2 separate regions of the Zea mays genome follow, and region 2 is linked to region 1. A link is a contact called in public Hi-C data. All regions are on one chromosome and are shown on one strand. Each heading gives the region's core, a stretch centred on a gene start, on an enhancer-like site or on the middle of the called end of the contact. The rest is flanking DNA. Distances are from core to core; before and after follow the strand shown. Region 1 holds the start of LOC103626130 (glutamyl-tRNA reductase, chloroplastic). Region 2 holds the start of LOC100193515.

Evidence for each region. Hi-C and Micro-C count contacts between places; a contact is called where the count stands out from the background.
Region 2: a contact with region 1 is called in a Hi-C map of ear, with 1.9 times the contacts expected there. The contact joins the promoter of LOC100193515 here to the promoter of LOC103626130 in region 1. A contact is called at or near these places in 2 of 25 Hi-C or Micro-C datasets (ear and endosperm).

The regions. Positions count from the first base shown.
Region 1 is chr5:25,086,135-25,093,002 of Zm-B73-REFERENCE-NAM-5.0, forward strand. It overlaps LOC103626130 (glutamyl-tRNA reductase, chloroplastic), which reads left to right and starts at 5,573. Exons shown (of 3, transcript XM_008646517.4): 1 at 5,573-6,118. The coding sequence starts at 5,881. It overlaps LOC100282951 (membrane steroid-binding protein 1), which reads left to right and starts at 648. Exons shown (of 2, transcript NM_001155856.2): 1 at 648-1,122; 2 at 3,035-3,733. The coding sequence starts at 815. The coding sequence ends at 3,425.
Region 2 is chr5:25,637,022-25,644,721 of Zm-B73-REFERENCE-NAM-5.0, forward strand. LOC100193515 reads right to left here and starts at 4,377. Exons shown (of 6, transcript NM_001367031.1): 1 at 4,115-4,377; 2 at 3,826-4,017; 3 at 2,802-3,208; 4 at 2,480-2,581; 5 at 2,049-2,387; 6 at 1,010-1,284. The coding sequence starts at 4,190. The coding sequence ends at 2,160. It overlaps LOC100191427, which reads right to left. Exons shown (of 14, transcript NM_001365488.1): 10 at 7,009-7,298; 11 at 6,741-6,885; 12 at 5,754-5,851; 13 at 5,572-5,653; 14 at 4,743-5,278. The coding sequence ends at 5,195.

The sequences.
Region 1 (6,868 bases), core at 4,323-6,822:
TCAGTCGGGTGCACGAGGTCTTACCGGAGTGGCTTTCTACACCGAGGTATCACTTCAAGGTCCGCAACACGACACTTTTAATATAGCAGCTCGACGTGCACGACAAGAATGTCTTAGGGTAGAGGGTGTAAGTGGGGCTTGCCAGGATGCACAGATGCCAAGGTGGCTAGAGGCAGACTTGCAGTTTCTTCACGCATGTGTTTTTTCACAGGTGGTTGTGGGCTCCCTGTGTCTAGGGTGAGTTATGGCGGGCGGGCATCAGACGTTTTCTAGAATTTACCACGATAAAAGATAAGCTTGGACTATAATTTAGAAGAATATCGAGGAATAACCGATGAATGCCTTGGTTTGCATAGTTTGGATTAAGCTAACATAGTAATCAATAATTTTAAAATAAGCTTTATTTTATAGTTGAAAATTGGGATGTTATAGGTGCGATCCGTGCTAAATGGCCTAGACCCGGCCTAACATTTGAATATGTTTACGCAAAATACTATTTTACACTCTAGATTATATTATTTACAGGGTTAAGTTTAAAAAAGGATGGGATAGTGAGTGTGATAAGAGAATGCTGGACTCACCAGTCACCAATCACCACTTTTACGCCTAGATCAGCTCTCTTCATCCCTCTATAAAATGCTGCAGATATTTCTTTTTCTCCGCCTCCTCGCTTCCCTTTCCGTGTCGCCCTAAAAGACCAGACTACCCCGCTGCCCCGAAGTCAGAGCCTCAGAGGGGGGAGAGGAGGCTAGTAGGGATAGCGCATCGTCATCGCACCTCCACGCGCCGGCGAGCCAGACCACCAGAGGCAGCGATGGCGGTGGCGGAGCTGTGGGAGACACTGAAGCAGTCGATCGTTGCATACACGGGGCTGTCGCCGGCGGCCTTTTTCACGGCCGTGGCGGTGGCGGCCGCTCTGTACCATGTCGTGTCGGGGCTCTTCGCAGCCCCGCCCCCGCCGCCGCCGCGCCCGCGGGAGGAGCCCGAGGCGGAGCCGCTCCCGCCCCCCGTGCAGATGGGGGAGGTCTCAGAGGAGGAGCTCAGCCAGTACGACGGCTCCGACCCTAAGAAGCCGCTCCTCATGGCCATCAAGGGCCAGATCTACGACGTCACCCAGAGCAGGTCTGTTCTTTGCACTAAAACACTAACTTACCTCCCTGTCTTCATGAATCGATCACTGTTTAGTGATTAAATTTTGTTGCGCTGGCCTGATTCTACCATAGCCGAGTCAGTACTCATCATATAATTTATTATTATGCCCTATATATGAATAGAAGTGTCGCCACTACTTGTTATTTATGTATGATCGTTGATGAAATTGGCCGGCTTTGCTATACTATTTGGCTGACCTGACTAAATACTGCTTGCTGATTTTTTAACGCATAACGGTTGAATTATCAGTTTAGCTCCTTCTCCAACTTTTCAGATAGACTGTCTTTGGTAGATAGATTGTCTTTGGTGGATCGTGTAAATAAGGATACGGTACTGTAGATGACACTGTTTAGTAAAGTTTGAAATAGGGGATAGATGAGATAGGGGGAGATAGGAGATGAGATAGGAGGAGCTGCTGCAGACAGCCTTATAACTACTTCTCCAACTTTTCAGATGTAACTATATATTTGCTTTTTTCCCCCTGATGATGGAGTAATCCTTGTGACAAGTGCTCGACCTCGAAATTTTAAGGTTCTGAATGCATTGTCCATTTGAGTTTTATGATAGTGTCGTTTCTGTCCTTTGGATGATGGGAGTAATCTAGGTTATAAATCTGCTAGAATTTCCTGTTTAATGTCTTGGCGCATCCGGGGAGTCAGTTGCCTGGGTGGCATCAAGACATGGAAACTATCAATTAATTGCTTTGTTGTTTGTTATGAGGACGTGTTGCAGCATATGTAACTGTCTGTAGCTCAGCTTGTCGAGGTAAAAAAATCAGGATCATTGAATTTACTGGTCACGGCAACATGGTTTGGTTGATTAATAGTTGTAAAATATGAAGTACCACTGTACCACTATGGTTAGCTAGGGGATGCCTTTTTTTTGGTAATGGGTGAAAATTTATTGTGTAAATCACAGGCAGCAGGTTCGCAAGATACTTTGGGGGCCTTGATATCAATCAATTCCATAAGCTGAACTTTCCTTTGTTGTCTGGATGCCTTATAAAGCAGTATATATAATCAATTTCTATTTGATTGGAATCTTTTTAGCACAAGTTAACTGTATGCCAGCTGAGATGATGGCTTTAGAGTTGATAATGGAGAGTATATTTGGTGATGATTACCTTATTTGATATAGAGTTTCAATGCTCATATATAATAAAAAGTTACCGGATTTTTAGCTTTTGCGCTTCAAGTATCTTTTCGTCTGTGCATAAGCTGGGTTCTATTGTTGCTTCTGTAATTTGTGCACTGTGTTCCATTGTTGCTTCTGTAATTTGTACATTGCACTGTTCCTGGACTTTTGATATAGATAGGCTTCCTAAACAAACAAACAAAAAATGTTGTGACCTTTTTTCTTGTAAAGTGTTCTGATTCAACGGGAGATGAGCGCTACTTCTGCACATGCATTTTAGTTGGCACCGGTTGCCCGGAAGGATTAGCGAAAGCTGTTTTAATGGTTTTTCTTTTATGTTGTTTTATTCTTTCTTTGTAGAAGTTTTGTGGTTAGGTCTTGGCAATGGAATAAGTAAGATATGTCATATGTCTTAGCTAGCCCTTTGGTATGCAAGATGTAGTTGCTTGTGTACGCATATTTTTGTGGTGGCCGATGCGTTATTCAAACTTTCTAGATCTGTTGTATTATTATTACTATGCACATCTATCTTCGATATTTGTGCAGTGCACGGCTGTCCACGCGAAACACATGCAAGGCGAAGGGTCACTTTTGTATTACGCATGCTTTATGCATATCTTATTCAAGAATAGTTGTGCTGATTTGGACAGTTGTGAATCAATCTCTCTCAGTCCACAGCCCCGCCCTTCTTTTACTTTTACATGTTGAATTCTGTATTTATAATGTTTATCAATTGACCCCTGTGCAGAATGTTCTATGGACCTGGTGGACCATACGCCCTATTCGCCGGCAAAGACGCCAGCAGAGCCCTAGCGAAGATGTCCTTCGAGCCACAGGATCTGACCGGCGACATCACTGGCCTAGGCCCGTTTGAGCTCGATGCCCTGCAGGACTGGGAATACAAGTTCATGAGCAAGTACGTGAAGGTGGGTACTGTCACGAAGAACGTCACCGTTGAAGACCGCAGCAGCGCCGCAAGCACAGCCCCTGGAACCAGTGAGGCCGCCACCGAGGCCGAGAAGGCGCCGACTACGACGACGACCGAAGAGAAGCCGAGGGAAGTGCCAGCGGAGGCTGTGAAGGAGAAGGAAGCCGCCGCTGCCGCCGCCGCGGCTGGTGAAGGTGCCCAGGAAAACTAGAGCATTTTTCAGTATGCAGCAATAATTCGACATGGTCCCATTCGGTTCGTGTCGGGGCCCTCTCGTATATCGTATCAGCAGCGTGGCCTGTGTAATTGGATATACGTCATCTGTACGAGCGCCATGGCCCTTGAGGAGCTGGTGCTTTGTGTTGTTATTAGTCGTCCGTTGCAGATTTTAAAGACATCGGGTTCAGGTTGGGCGCCCCTGGCCCTGTTTGGTCGGAAAACAGGCGCTCTTTCAAAATGAGTTATTTCTTTGTACCGTATGATCAGTCCACGTCGGAAATTACTCAGTTTATCATCTCACCCATTTGGACTTCCGTTAGGAGTGGTTTGAAGAATTAGTGGGGATTAAATTCAAAATTAAATAGAAAGATATTTAATCTTCTCTGATCCTTATGTCAGGGACATGGCCTTGGTGGGAATGCAATCATAGGGGTGGTTGGGTACTCCTATAGGAGGTCAATGACCGCAGAAAGCTTTATTAGAGCACCTCCAACAGCTCCCCAATCAGTACCTTTAAAACCTTGATTTGAAAGAATAGCAGGAAAAAAAAAAGTATCTCTAACAGCTCTGAATGTGTGCTCCCAATCAGAGCTACAACGGCCCAAGAGTGCGATTATCAGCGAGGAGAACTGCTACGCTGCCGCCAGTTTGCCGCACTTCGGTACTTCGCGTTCAACCTTGGGTCTGGAGTAGCAGGACAGCAGGTTGCCGATGAGCGGAAGCGGCCGCGGGCCCGGCGGCCGACGCCCGGAGGAGCCCAGCGGCGGTGCCGGGTTGGTCAGGTAGCAGAGGGTCGAGAAGACGAGCATCGTCACCCATAGGCACCAGAGCTCGGGCGTCGCCATCTCTTGATCTTTCGCTCGTCTCGTGCTCGCATTTGCAACGCTTGGAATACGTGTTGCTGCATGGAAATCGTGGCTGACCTCGTTGGCCAACCCAAGGCAACCCCCCCCCAGATGCTTGGCTTGGCTGGTGACCGAAATAGAAACATATATATTGCTCTGCTACTTCACTCCAGTCAACAACAAACAAAGGAGCAGAATCACGGGAATAGGACCTAGGCGGACTGTTTTTCGAACAAAATAAGGAGCTATTGGAGTTTTAGTATGTTTTTTTTTGGGGTTTCTATAGTTTTTGGAAGAACCCGATATAGCAATACTGGAAGAATAAATATTGAGAGCTAGATGGTCTTAAATAGTCCTTAGTACTATTTGTTTGTAGAACTGTATCTTCTAACTTTAAGATGCAAACATGCGGATTTTCCAAAAACCCGTTTAGCTGACTGAAGTTTGACATTTATAATTTTAAATTCTAAATCGAAATACACAAAAACCGGACCGATTTTGTACCAGTTCTTTTATATCGGTTAGTACCAGAAACGGTAAATTTTATCGAAAACCACCGCACGCACATACGGCCAATGTCACGGGAAAGAAGCCCGTGCGACAGGCAGGCGGGCCCCGGTGGGCAGGAGAGTCCGAGAGTGTGGCCACCACGCCGACACGCTTCGCCGCTATCATCAGGCGCGGGCGGGAGGCGGGCCATGCGAACTCGTGTGCCCACCTCGCATGTCGCATCACAGGCCATACAAAAGACGAGAGAGATAGGAGCGGCAGCCACCCCCCAAACTTGAGGCCACCACACTCCCTTCCTCCTGTAGTACAAAGAGCAATCCATATTAGCCCTTCATATTTTATTTTACCATTTACCGTTGTATCAAAATTCACGGTAAGCTTTCATTAAGATACGATACGATCTTTATATATCTAATCACAGGAAAAATGTAATAATTGTGTTTGCAAAATAAATATACTATGGTTTAAACACAACCAGGTGTCTCACAAGAGTTCTGTATAGAACTAATTCATCAGGATAAGTTTCTAAAAAAACCTAGTTTGGCAGAAAAGAAGAAGTCCAAGGCGATATTCTCTCCATTGGCTCTATGACGAAGGCCCATACGTAGTATTTTTTTTTTTGGTAGCATAGAAAATTCCGGGCCGACCCGAAGATCTAGTTTAGTAGTTCCAACTTCCAACGCACCAACACCACGTGAGGGCCCCACAGGCCATGCGGCTCCGGCTAGGCGGCTACCCAACAACCCCTCCCATAACCTTTGGCTCCCAAGCTGAGCAGCACAGCTTTCTTCCTTCTCCCGCATCCAACTCGTTCGTTTTATTACCTCGAGCCAACGCGGCGGGACCGAAACCAATTCCACATCTCCTCCCCCTCCCTCCCTCCCACCGAGGACTCTTTCCCAAGACCTGCCCCGAGTCCTAGTTCGGGAGAGAGGTCGAGGGAGGCAGCCCATAAATTCCTTGCCCGCGAAAATCTCTCCTCGCCTCTCTCTCTATATATTTCCGCTTATCTGCCCGCGCAAATTTCTTGCCGCATTGGTTTGGTTTTCCGGCTCGGCAAAGGAGACGGCTTTTCTGTCTCCCGTGACCTACATGATGGCGAGCACGGCTCCAGCGGCCTCCACCGCCGTGGCATTCGGGGCAGCCGCCACGCCGCGGGGACCGGCGTCGGCGTCGGCGGCGCTCTGCGCGAGGGTGCCTGCCGCTGCCGGCGGCATGCGTCGCTCCGGGGTGGCCGTGCGGTGCGACGCCGGCGCCGACGCCCAGGTGCGGGCGGTGGCCAAGGCGGCCAGCGTCGCCGCGCTCGAGCAGTTCAAGATCTCCGCTGACCGTGAGTGCCTTGCCCCTCGCCTGTGTGACTGTGTCATCGAATCCGCCGCCGCTCTTGCTCTTTCCAGTAATAATTCCCGGATTGTGCGCTGGATCGGTTGCGTCGCTTCGAGGCTGTTGCTGCAGTTGGGATTGGTTTTGGTCTGGTACAGGTCAAAAGATCTCGGTGGTTTGGGGAAGGAAGGAAAAAGGAGTAGTAGGTGTGAACTTTGCATTGTCCCGTTGCAACTTTGCCTTGACCAAGCATAATTTGAATATGTGGAGTAGGAGACCGGATCGCATGGCGTCGAAGAGAAATTAGCTTGTGCCATTTTGCAAGGGGTCGTGGGGATGATGAAACTTCTGGGCATCCCGATTCGAACTTCGATTGCTTTTTTTTTAACCTAGTCAGACTGACAACAGGGAAACGGAAAGTAACATTCGGGGGTTTTGTTCAAGCAGTTAACTGATTGTGGAGCTATATGCTTCACAGGTTCGTGGAGCTTCTGTTTGTGTACATATAAAAAACTTAATGACTATCGTATCTATATCCACCAAAACTTCATGTTGTAAGAACCTAGGAGTAAATGATAGACTATGCATATTTAACTGTACACTCCTATAAGGAGGAGAAATCTATATTTAATAACGATGCCAAATAATTAATATTCATATGCTTTTGCGATCAGCTATTGGGCATCCATTTTGTGCAGAAATGTTTTGGGGGTTCTCTTGTTTTGGTCATATTCATCTAGTGCGAGCATGTTATTTT
Region 2 (7,700 bases), core at 3,127-5,626, 550 kb after region 1:
AACTTAACTGCTAATGGGTTTACTATACAATTCTTGTACCAGGCAATTCTCAACAATGGTGTGGGAGTTTCTAACAGGGATCTTTGGAAGCTTAAGATACCTTTAAAAATAAAAGTTTTTATGTAGTGTCTCAAAAGAGGTGTTACTTTAACAAAGGACAATTTTTGTAGCAGATTGGAGACAATAGAACACCTGTTTTTCAGTGTGCTTATGTGACTTTTATTTGGCGTTTGGTACAAATAAGCATATGGATGAGACCTCCTCAAGATACTAATGATATGTTTGGAGACTAGGCGAGGGTTCTACTAGTTAAATCATGTCATTTATTACTAACTGCAGCATCTGCAATTTGTTAAGTGATTTGGTTAAGTAGGAATGATGTGGTTTTCAATAAATCTTCACCTAAATCATGTGTGTAGGTAACCTTTAGAGCAACTTACTGGTGTCGCTTCTAGTCACAACTACAGCTTAATAGTGAGGATCAAAAGTTAATAAAGTTCTCTTGACATAATGTGGAGACGGTGTTGTTACAAATTTTTCGTAATTTCGGATAGAGATCTTGTTTGCGTTTAGCCTTGTAGCCATATAGTACCTTTGGTTACGTTACTGGTGTTCTTTGATGAGGTCGTGTGATGTGTTAAAGCAATATGCTGCCAGGAGTTGTAAACGGCCATAACCTCTTTTGATTTGAGGTCAAGGTCGAACTATATTTCTATTATCTAATATCTAAAAAATCTCAGTCACCGAGACATGTTAGCTTAGCTCGAGGCTAACCTACGGCACCGAACCCATGTTCTACAACAGAAATTAAAACACACAGACATCTAAGTAAATATTTTCAAAAAAAATACACAATTAAAAATTTTGGGCTCCGGTCGGCTAGATATCCACACAGTGAAAGAAATGTTATCCACGGATCTGATGTCCAGCGTATCGCTTTGAAACCAGGTGCTTTTCACAGTGCCTACTATGTGAAAATCCGGGGCAAACTCCATTGAAGGCCTAGTTTGAAAACCTCATTTTCATACTTATCATACACGATTTCCATTTTTCTATGAAAATTTAGTTTTTTTTCCTGAGAAAATAGGGTTCACAAACTAGGCCAAAATGGCAAAATATCACGTGAGCTTCATTTTCCATCCAATGAAGATGGCCTCTGCCTTTTACATTTCTTTGTACTATCAAACCAACAAAAATAAGTAGGGTTTACAACAAATTGAAGACCACATGTTACAACCGCCAATTCACGCCATTTTCCTCCCTCTTGCCTTTACAGGATTACATCTGCAACACATAGAAGACAAAAGTACTCAAAACATGTCATATGTCATGAGGAACACCAAAAGGTACAGACTGCACACTTCTTTAGCAGAAGAGTTGCCATTATATTCATAAAGAAGACAGATTGCACAATGAATAAGCACAAGTGACGTGCTGCATGTCATCTTTTATCCACTATGGGCTAGTTTGAATACACCCATTCCATAGTGATTGTAGAGAATTGAGGAGGAAATAAACTAATTTACCCCTCATTCCCCTCCAATCTCCAATCTCGATGGGGAATCATGGATCCAAACTATCCCTAATACAGCTATGGAAGGAACCGTACGCATAATTGCCTTGTGGTAACTGTGTGAGTGCTAGAAACAAGCCCCCAGTGCATGAACATACATCCGAACCACATAACTGTGAACACTGTCAATATGGACCATCTACTGTTCACCTGCCTGGGGCACTGCATCTGCTGATATCTAAAGTTGCAGCCTAGCATGTTTCATACTCGAGAATGATTCATACTCCTATATCAAAGGAAGGGATGGAAGGACAATGAGCAGGCACAACTCCACTGTTAATCAATAATTCCATTATTTGAAGGGTCTACTCTATTTGATAACAGCCTCAAATATCAGGTCCCGTGCAATTATAGTACATAAAACAAACCTTTTCGAGAAAAAAAAAATAGACACACGTATTCAACAAAGAGCAACCAAGAAATCACAAATTGTCAACCTTCCCAAAAAATCAAGGTAGATAGTTAGCATCAATACCTGCAACGAGCTTTGTCTCAACTCTCAAGTCTTGTGCTCTGAAAAGTCCACTAAAGAATAGACCAAAGCACTCGTTCAGAAGAAAAAACAGACCAAAGCACCCCACTTGCTTTAATGGGCTCCATAACCATGCAGAAGAAGAGTGTCTGCTATCACATTCCTTGCTTCGGAACATAATGTTTCTGCATCATTGCCTTGAATAGGTCGGTGAATAATCACCTTTACCGAACCTGAATTGAGAATTCCTTCCATTCCAGAAGGCATCAATTTCCCAGTTCCGATAAGAGTAATAGCTATCACAGGAGCTCCTGTCTTTGCGGCGACACTGAATGCGCCACGCTGAGAAAAATTATGACAGCATGTCACTGCTCCATGAAAAAGTTAAAACCGTAATGAAAGGAGAAACAGGATATAGTTTGGCAAAACCTAACCTTAAATACACCTAACTTGCCATCTCTACTTCGAGTACCCTCCGGAAAGAAAAATACAGAAGCTCCTTTTCCTACCAAGTCCACACACCGTTTGAGACAATCCTGCATTTCCAAAACCAATGTTATGCAGAACATGGAATGCAAATTGAAATATAGTGTCTATTTGGACAATAGAATTACATACATTTGGTTATTTAGTTTTCAGTTACAAAGCAAAACTGCCTTATATGTGCCTCTAAATAATATAAACAATCCAAAAAAATATAGTTTCATCACAAATTTATCTGAACTATAATCTAAATAGGGATCCATTTATTCATACCAACTGGCTCCTGCTGTCCATACGCCGCAGAGGAATCACACCCAAGAGATACATTGCCCACCCTATAATAGGGAACATAAAGATGCTGGTCTTGCTTATAAATTTGAAGCACCTCCCTAGAGTTAGAAGGGTATAAATATCCAAGAAGCTCTGATGGTTAGCAACATAGACACCAGGACAGCTATTTGGAGGCAGATTCTCCATTCCTTCGACCTCAAGATTGTAGAACATGGAGATTGTCACCGTAGCCCAAATCTTTGCGATGTAGTGCTGTGCTCTCCTACGGTACCGGTCAAATAGCAACACAAGTGGATGAACCACAACCATAGCTACAAACAAAAAGATTGCTGCAACTGCAGTCACCAAATAGAAGCAAACCCCTCTGACTCTTGAAGCCAATTGCTGACCTGTTAAAACAATTTCAAGTTAGCACAAGGAGATCCAATTCTACAGTTTGATACATTGTGGTGTTCTTTGTAGACGATTCAATCCACACAAGCTATTTGTCACCTTGTTGTACATGTGCACATGCTTTCTAATAAACATGAGACACAGCTAGCACCTGCATCTATTGATTCTTCTACGCGCCTGAAACAGTGAAACACAATGGTGCAGCACGGCTATACCATGCTATTTGCTATAAGATGTCTAAAAGGATACACACTGCCAGATGTGTCCCAATTTCAGTTAGATAGGAGGGCCGGTTGTGATCATAGTTGATAGTATTATAATGATAGGAACCAAACGACTCTTTGTTTGCAATTTGAATCTACCGTGATCGTTTAAACCACGGAGCATTAGCAACAGTGATTTAGGGGGGTGTTTGTTTGCGATTACAATCTGCACAGATTGTATAATCCAGATTTCAGCACCCCATAATTTAGGGCATTTAACCTTTTGCGATTATGAAAGGGATCCCTCTCACATTCACTTTATCATAGTGGCAGATTATTTACCTGACATCTCACGGCCATCTTCAAATGAAACGGTTAAAACATTTTAACATACTCAGCAAGGTGGATACCTGGGAGCGCCCGCGTCGAATCCCCAGCTGCCGCGGCGGCTGCGCCACCGGCGACGACATCCGACCGCACAACCATACCTCTCCGGCGGCGCCATCTCGTCGCCAGAACCTGCGTACTCGGGGACCGGAACACCGCCACCGACACCGACACCCGATGCCGCAAGCTCCTCGCGCCACCGCCAACGACAGCCACTACGGACCAACCAAAATAAATCATAAGATAAGATCAGCGCCGTGGCGTGGCTTCCCCCCGGAGAGACAGGCCGGCAGAGAGGCGAGTCGGCGATACCGTGGGCGGATGAGGAGGAGGGGGAAGCGATGGGGAGAGGCGACGCGGCGGGCCCCGGCCGGATGAGCGTCCCCATGGTCGGCCCGCGAAACCAGCCCGTGATCTCGTTCGCGATGGAGTATGGCCGGCGACGCGGACGCGGTGGGGGAGGTGGCGCGCACGTGGCGAACGTGGGATTGGGGTCGGGGTGATGGCTTTCGCTTGAGTTTGAGAGACGAGTGAGGAATGGATAAAATCGTGGCGCGGCGGTCGGTGACGGTGGGTGGCTGGGTGCTTGTGCAGTTGTGCTTGTGTGCGATGGCGAGGCGATCGACCGGCGGTGGGGCCTACCCGGCCGGCAGAACGTGGGTCCAGATGCGCTAAAATCCTTCGAGGTTTTCAAAGTTCCTTGTGTGCGGTTTGGAACTTACCTGGAAGGCCAATGTTTGTAAATTTGTTCACCTGAAACTCCGAAGCTGCCGTAGTGCATGCCAACTAGTACTACCACTTTCAGCAGTGACCTTTTAAGCTCAAGCAACAGAAGACCTGGGTTCTAATTCCCTCAGAACAGTACATAGCAACGAAAGAATTGTGTACACCAGGTTACACCGTTTGCATACAACATGGTCATTTTCTGCAACCGGAAGATGCTTCCAACTAATAGGTTCTTTATACGGAAAAAGAGACATAGTTAAATTACACTACTATTATGTGATATACACTCTTAATTTGTCAGATTGAGGCATGTGTGGTCACTGATTCCATGTGACACGAAAATACAACATGTAAAACAGAGACGAAGAACTGAAGCACCACAACTACATTCCCTATAGCCTACACTGTTATTGTTCCACTCATAATATGGACTACATGATTTCCGGGGGGGAGTGTGTGGAGAAGAAACTAAAGGAGATGCACATGACAGGATCAGAACAGCAGGAGGGGCAAAAGAAAGAATAGAAACACTGTTAGCTCCCAAGCCAGCCTCTGGCATCAATCAATTCGTTGCGCCCTGGCCAGGTGAGGAGCAACACCTGTGTGTGGCTTCGGCTGCACTGCAGAGAGGTCGGTTAATCTGTACAGGGCGCCCTCTTCCAACTTCTATGACTGCCTGCATCTTTCAATGACTTCGGTGACAGCTGAATGTGTTTCCCTTGTCATCATGTTGAGCTGCAGGTGAAATGACTGCAGGAGAACGAGACGGCTGGGTAAATTATGAGCGAAAAAAAAACTAGCTCAAGCCTGTCGCAGAAAGAGAAATCGCGAAAAAAAACAACCAAGAAAATTTTGAAGCTAGAGCAGTCTTGTGATATCTAGTAAACATGCCAGAAAATGAATAATAAATGGATATAAGCTACACAAAGAATAGGGAGAGAGCATCTATGGACATGACAAATTACTGGTTCCCAAAAAGTGGCAGTCCATGTATCTATCCACCGTTGCTTCAGACAGAACGTCTAGAAATTTTGGGGACATACCACAAACTTCTCTAGCACTGGTACAAGAACTTTTAAGTTGTTGTCCGGAAGGCAGCTGGAAATGGCTCCTCGAACCTTCATACTGTGGCAGCAAACATACAGCTCAGAAGCTAACCCGCAGTGGGCCTCAACCTAAAATTATAACAAATTAAGTAAACATTATGAAATAAGGCAGTATGGACCTTTCCGTTGAAAGAAAGGCGAGCACAAGTGCTGCGTAGGCCTCCACGATCATCATTTCGGCTTCGCGTTCTCCTTGCAACAAAGATTCTTCGTCATCCTGAAAATTAGGAAGACATCAAATAAATGGCTCGCGAGGGACATAGGATATGCAGAACACAGCTATATGTTTCTAGGTAGCATGTAGAAATATGACATGTAGATGAAGGCACATTGCTGATTTAATTCCAAATTCCAACAAACATTTTGCCAATCTCTAGTGTCTATAAATAAACATATGTATATTTATATTCCTGGTAATACATCTACATAACCACCAGCTGATACTCTGATTATATTGGCAGATTTATAACAGGATACAAAATAGCAGGGAGATATGATGGTGGTTAAATTGAAGAAATTGCAACTTGTATGAGAAGGGACACATAAAGCAAGGGAAAGTGAAACGACACAACACACTGCCTCATAATAAATGACGGAAAGATGAAGAATTTTTTATAAATATGGAAAGTGAAATATGTCGGATTTATAGAAAGATGGAAACCGATGCTTTTTCCGCACCCTGGTACTGTTTGAAATAGAAAGACAGAGATATTAAATGCATGGTTCATATAAAAAAGAACACTGCTGGATTTGTATTCTAGTGCACACCTGAATTTCTGTTTTCACATGATTGTTTTTTAAATGAGACCTGTACGACAAAGTACATCTATGGTTCATGCTTGCATTATGGATGAGCCAAGTTCTAAGTATGAGTTTTGAGTATATTTCCATGTTTCCACCGAAGATGTGGTTTAGGCTACATATTTTTCCCTATATATATGCCAAGATAGGGCAGCCCATCATTGTTAACATTACACCATGCCCATCAGTTAGAATTGCCATCCGCCAGGTGTGGAAATTTCTATTTTGAAGCAAGTGGGAAGGTGACCATTACCTCGCTTTGTTATGTTGTAAAATATGAAAACATGAGGATTAGATAGAATTACCGGTGATATAGCTTCAGCAGTTTCCCCAGTACTTTGACTCGCTAAGAATATTGAACAGAGAAGGGGTATGACATCCCTCTGTACCTCTTCAGTATCTGGACTTTGAGATAGATTGACAGAAACACGGGCATTCGCAAGTCGTACCCTGTAGCCAGCCAGCCAGGTAGTCAGAATTACAGGCATTGACTAGAGGATGTATAGCAACTTTACAGATCTATGAAAATTTACACGAATGGAGCAAAATGGAGGGAAGGAAAAGGATTCCTACCTATTAAGGTTATCCTTCTCCACAAGGTTGACAAGCAATCCCAATATGGCGACCAGAAAATCAAGTTCATAGGCTCGCAATTGCTTAGTTTTGATTTGGAGTGACTTGCTGTTCTGGGAAGACGACAGATCACCAGAGGATACTCTTTCTTTCATTTGATTGTTACTGTCCATGGAGAAATCAAATGAGGGAAAATGTTTAATGATCAAGGAGGCCATTGTATTAATTCCACCACATGACGCAATTTGTTCGCAACCAGAAGGGTTGTCATTTGCCAAGTTCATAAGAACCTACCACAAAATTAAATTTAGATGTTAGATACATCTCATTGCAAATGTAATACAAACAAGTAGCCCCTCAATAATATGCCACTGGACTGGCCTGCTGCAAAAGATGTTTGTTTGGTAAAGCTGGCTGATCAAAACTTTCACAATAACTAGGCAAAGTAGAAGTAGCAACTAAGCTTAAAACTTGTAAAGTTTTAATTTTGCATAAAGCTCACCCACTGCTCAAGCATAATTTGGTAAAAAAACTATGCATCCGTCAGAAATGGTTAACATTGCTATTGTGGATAACCAGCAGGAGTGAATGTTCTTACGGTGGGTGAATATACAAATTGACACATGGAATAGAACTATAGAAGCACTGATATCTGGAAATTTTGTATAGAAAAATCACGATAATTCACAACC